Linked DNA regions of Sus scrofa: region 1 is linked to region 2. Evidence: chromatin contacts called from public Hi-C data. All regions are on one chromosome and are shown on one strand. Each heading gives the region's core, a stretch centred on a gene start, on an enhancer-like site or on the middle of the called end of the contact. The rest is flanking DNA. Distances are from core to core; before and after follow the strand shown. Region 1 has its middle 60 kb from the start of TXNDC5. Region 2 overlaps BMP6 (bone morphogenetic protein 6).

The links. Hi-C and Micro-C count contacts between places; a contact is called where the count stands out from the background.
Region 1: a contact with region 2 is called in a Hi-C map of heart right ventricle, with 6 times the contacts expected there. The contact joins two enhancer-like sites. A contact is called at or near these places in 1 of 47 Hi-C or Micro-C datasets (heart right ventricle) and 1 of 2 datasets of contacts at active chromatin or transcription factors (skeletal muscle).

What each region holds. Positions count from the first base shown.
Region 1 is chr7:5,295,054-5,297,753 of Sscrofa11.1, forward strand. No RefSeq gene overlaps it. Among named protein-coding and RNA genes, the nearest start is that of TXNDC5, 60 kb to the left of the region's middle. Within about 2 kb of position 1,343, at least 15 of the 83 cell types and tissues checked have an H3K27ac peak or open chromatin away from gene starts, as enhancers often do.
Region 2 is chr7:5,124,476-5,127,175 of Sscrofa11.1, forward strand. All of the region lies in intron 1 of BMP6 (bone morphogenetic protein 6), which reads left to right. Among named protein-coding and RNA genes, the nearest start is that of BMP6, 67 kb to the left of the region's middle. Within about 2 kb of position 1,441, at least 6 of the 83 cell types and tissues checked have an H3K27ac peak or open chromatin away from gene starts, as enhancers often do.

The DNA.
Region 1 (2,700 bases), core at 93-2,592, 170 kb after region 2:
TGCACGTGGTGCCAGTGGGCTTGGCTAGCAGAAAAGTGAATTATAATTAAATGCAAAAAGATTTTTTTAAGTTCCATTGGAACTTTCTAGCATGTAATTAAGCCACACGATAATGACAGAAACAAGGCTGCTCTTGGCTTTGGGTGTTGGGCGGACCATCTGTTTTGAGTCTTGTCTGTAGGACACACAAGATGTCGTGCCTCTGTATTCAGCCACCAGACGGGCTGGGATCACTGCCTGTGTAGACATCATCCAGCTGCAGGCTGACAGCAGAGGCTCTGCAAAGCAAAGTGCTGGCAAAGGGAAGCACATTCATTCCTGCACATTGAACAAATCCCGTCTGCCTGCTGCTGGAGCCCACAACAGGGCAGAGACGCTTCACAACAAGAGAGTCCTTTATTCTTGCGACTGGACGCCTAAAGGTTTGCCCTTGACCCGATCACACAGAGGGACAGAATAGAGTCCTTCTGCAGTGGATTTTTTTCTGTCTTTCTTTCATTCTTCTTTTGTGTGTGTGTGTGATTTAGGGCTGCACCCAAGGCACATCACGGTTCCCAGGCTAGGGGTTGAATCGGAGCTGTGGCTGCTGGCCTACACCACAGCCACAACAAGGCAGGATCCGAGCCTCGACTGCAACCTACACCACAGCTCATGGCAACACCGGATCTTTAACCCATGGAGCGAGGCCATGGATCAAACCTTCATCCCCATGGATGCCAGTCAGATTCTTCCCGCTGAGTCACGCCGGGAACTCGCTGCAGTGGATTTTGTTAAATGCATCTCGCCTTGCTCACCTGGACACAGTTCTCTATATTCCACCGCCTTTGCTTGCTCACATCCAAATCAACCCGCTCCACGCTCCTCTTGATCTTAAAATACAAGACAGAGGTACATGGGTGCAGTATTTCTTGAGTTGCATGGCTAAAGGAGACCCACAAGATGTCAGATTGGGAGCTGGGGCTAAATGAGAGTGGTCAGTGGTAGTTTATGTCTTCTGCCCCCCCCCCCCCCCGTGGAGGGATTCATTACCAGTTGGAGCCAAAGAAGGAAAGAGAAAGAGAAAAAAAGCATGAATTATTTCCTATCTATTCAGTCCTTCCCACAATCATCTGGGGTTTGCTGGTTCCACGAGACTGCCAGCTCCCCTGGAGGGGGGCTGAAGCCCAGTAATTCCCTTGGAGCCTGTTCTGTCCTGGGAATGGCTGGAACGGCGCAGTCGCAGAGGGTTGGCTTAATTTTGAACGACAGGGGCCCTCACTCTGGGTGCAAAAAAAAAAAGAGTGATGAGCTTTGCTGCCCAGGCAGGTCTGGAGCCCTTCCCTTGGCAGTGGCTAATCCTCATGATTCAGAGGAAGCACTGTCGATTCTTTAAAGTGGACCTCGCCAATTGTGTCATGTTTATTCTGAGGCATTGGAAGAAGCCAAAAAAAGAAGGGAGGGTTGGGGAGAAATTCCTTCCTTTGCACCGATCAGCTTACATCCTGCTCCACCAGGAGTGATTGCCCTTATCTTTTCTTGCATAACTACAAGTGTTATGACTGCACAGAAGTGACCAGACTTCCCCCGCCGCGCCCCCACCCCCCAAAAAATCCGGCCACAGTGTTTGACTCTATGACTGCCTGTGGCGGTGAATTCCTTAGCCTGGCCACACGCGGTGGGAAAAGCTTTGTCCTTTGACTTATTCATGGACCAGTCCTTCATGCCATTAGATGTCCCCTTGTTCTTAGGGGAGCGGATGGGGAAAAAGAAAAATCTGTTCCTTTTGCATCAGCCCGTTCATTTAGGCAGACGTCACTGAATGTAAATACCCTTCAATGTCTTTTTCTCATATTGCACAGGCCATTTAAAAAATTCCTTTTTAAAAATTAGCTCATTGGACTTCCCATTGTGACTTGGCGGAAAGGAACCCAACTAGTATCCGTGAGGATGCGAGTTTGATCCCTGGCCCGGCTCAGTGGGTTAAGGATCCGGCATTGCCATGAGCTGCAGTGTCAGTTGGACCCAGAGTTTCTGTGGCTGTGGTGTAGGCTGGCAGCTGCAGCTCCGATGGGACACCTAGCCCGGACTTCCATAGGCCACACCTGTGGCCCTTAAAAAAACACACAAAACACATAGCTTATAAAAAATTAAATACATTTTACCAATTAAAATTCAGGCACTACAATGCATAGAAAGAGTAAGTATCTCTCCCACGGTAGATGCTTATCTCCCCAGTCCCTACCTCCAAGCCAGCCACTATTACCAGCCACTAGTGTAAACTCCTGGCATATTCAAGCCCACGTGTGTGTGTGCATTTCCTCCTTTTAAAATACATTTTCATATAGCAATGTGTTTTGGAGATCATTCCATTTGGTCATAAATAGTACTGTGTCACCCTTTTTCGTGGCTGTGTAGTATTCTTGTTAGAATACATAATGATTTCTTTAACCAGGTCCATACGGATAGATACTTATGTTTCCAGCAGTTTACTCATATAGGAGAAACTCCAACAAAGAGCTTTGTATACATGTCTTCATATACAAATACAAGTATGTACATTTAAAATGCTGATAGGAGTTCCTGTCATGGCTCAGAGGAAACGAATCTGACTAGAAACCATGAGGTGGCGGGTTCAGTCCCTGGCCTCGAGCAGTGGGTTAAGGACCCAGCATTGCTGTGAGCAGTCACAGAGGTCGCAGACGAGGCTCAGATCCCGTGTTG
Region 2 (2,700 bases), core at 191-2,690:
CTCATTCTAAAACAGACCAAGCTCATCAGAAGTGGTCGCCGAGTGTTTCTCCGTTTTGTTTTTGCTTTTACTCAGGGAATTTGATGACATCGATGGTTGTACAACGGTCATCACAACCCCCCAATTTTATAGCCTTTCCATATCCCCAACCCCCAGCGCATCCCCCACCCCCCACCCTGTCTCCTTGGGAGACTGTAAGTTTTTCAAAGTCTGGGAGTCCGTATCTGTTCTGCAAAGAAGTTCATTGTGTCCTTTCTTTAGATTCCCCGTGTCAGTGACAGCCTTTGATGCTGGTGTCTCACTGTCTGACCGATTGCACTTAGCAGGGTCATTTCTAGGTCCATCCATGTTGTGGCAAATGCCGTTCTTTGTTTCATTTTGATGGCTGAGTCATCTTCCTTTGTGTAGATGACCACATCTGTCGATGGACAGGTTGTTTCCATGTCTTGACTGTTGTACATTGTGCTGCAGTGAACATTGGAGTCCGTGTGTCTTCTCGAGTCCTGGTTTTCTCTGGATAGAGGTCCTGTATTTTTTCCGTTTCAGTACACATGTCAACGTGTATCTTCAAACAGCTCCCTGACTTCTGAATTTAAACTCTAAAGATCAGAAAGGCAAGGGCCTTGCCGTGCCTTTGTCACCTGGTGGAAAGAAGACCCCCCGCCCTTATTATATCATTTCTCTTTGTTTTGAAGAGAAGTTTTCTGTACTTTTCTCTGCAGGGCTCTCCCTCAGGAATGCATTCTTGAATTACTGTCTTTTATTTGGAACCCCAGATGCTTCTACATGCACCCCCGCCCCCACTCCCATCAATGTGCTTTAAGACTCAGGAGCAGAAGGAGGAAAGAAGAATCAGCATAATTTCAGGCTCGTTGGGTTGAGGAAAGAATTTATTTGGAAGCTGAGGTTCTGGAAGTGTGATCTACTTTTCGAAACCAACCATCCATGCTCGTCCCTGCTCCAGAAAAATCTTTATCACCCCGCCCCGCCCCCCACCGCCAGGGATTTGTGGTCTCCAGTTGGGAGTTTGCTGATTTAGAGCACATGGCTTTGCAGCCGTCTCTGTAGAAAGAAAAGTCAAAGCCTCCAAAAACACTGTAAAAAGTAAAATTAACTGAAGAGGAGAGGGAAGCGTAACAATCACTAGTAAGATGCACAGAAGAGTCAGACCCATGAGACTGTGGTTCACATGACGCAGGGACAGTGCTGGAGGGGAGACAGACGGGCTGGCAAACACGCCGAGGCTTAAGGACAGCGGGTAACTCGCTCCTGGGAGGCTAGTTCCAAAATGTCTTGAGAGCTTCCTTTCTGGAAGTGCTCTGCTCTGGTAATCATTTCCCAGCTTGTAGGATTTCTTCAGAGACTCTCCCTGGCTGGCCTTTGCAGAATGACCCTTGTATCTTTTTAAGATACAGAGGATTCTTTAGGGCCCCTGCGGACCCTGGGCCGGTCTGCGGCGGCCTTGCCAGAACTGAGGGCCGTGTCTGTCACACCTGCCAGCTGGCCGGTGGCGGGGGGGGTGCTGCCGGGCTGGCCCCGTGTGTGACCAGTCCCGAAGGCATGGCTCAGGGTTCATCAGGCTTTCCCTTGAGGCCATGCCCTCCGTCCCTTGGGAGTGATGCCCTGGCTTTCAGGGGCGGCTTGTATGTTACCAGTCGCCTCACTCAGCGGCGTTTCGGAATCTGGGCCACTTGCTGGGATGCTGGCCCGGGACCGCGCACACACAGCTGTTCTTGCTGGTGCCTGTGTGTTTGTTCAAGTTTGTTTTCAAGCCTTTTCTGCACGTGGTCCCCTTGCTCCTGCCCCTTCGATGTTGGGAGAACTTTCCTAGCATCTGGCAGCCAGGGTCAGGTCGACGGTGCTGGCAGAGTCTCCCAGTGTCTTCTCCATCCCGGAGGCCTTTGTAGCAAAAGCAAAGCAAACCAGACGAACGCCTCCCCGGTCCTCTCTCACTGCATGTGAGATGCTGCTGTGTCTCCAGATGCTCCTTCCTGGAGGGTTTCCCACCACACGGCTAAGCTTCTTGAAGGAGCATCTCTTCCTCGTTGGCTCCTGTCACTCGGCAGGGCTCACCGCCTCTGCCCGCCAGTTCCAGGGCTCCCGTCTCAGACCCATGGGTCCTCCTTCCCCTGCACGGGTTCAAACTCCTGCTTTCTGCAGGCTCCTCCAGCAGCCTTTGGTCTGCGCTTCCCAGATCGCCTCCCCGCCCTCCGCCGCCTCTGGCTCCCTCTGCTGACACCCCCACCCGGCTCCCCCACGTTGGAGAATCCCCCCAGTATCACCCCGCCATCCTCGGGATGTTCTCATCACCCCGCCATCCCTGGGTCCTGGTGGCTGTGGCTCCTGCCCTTTGGGAGGCACGGTTGTCCCCTGGCTTCTCTACTCCCCTTCTTGGTCTTGCGTCTGCTCTCCCCTCTCCCGGCCCCCGCTCCCCCATCATTTGTTCAGGCTTAAATGTTCAAGTTCTTTGGGCTCTGCCCTTGGCCCACTTCACTGCCTTGCACTCTGCATGGAGACCTCACCTTCTCGCAGGGCTTCAGTTGGCTCTGAAGTGATGTCTGTTAACTCTGCTTTTTTCTCTCTCTCTTTTTTTTTTTTTAATGGCTGCACCTGTGGCATGTGGAGGGTCCCAGGTCAGGGTTTGAATCTGAACCACAGCTGTGGCAATGCCGATGGATCCTTTAATCCACTGAGCCAGGC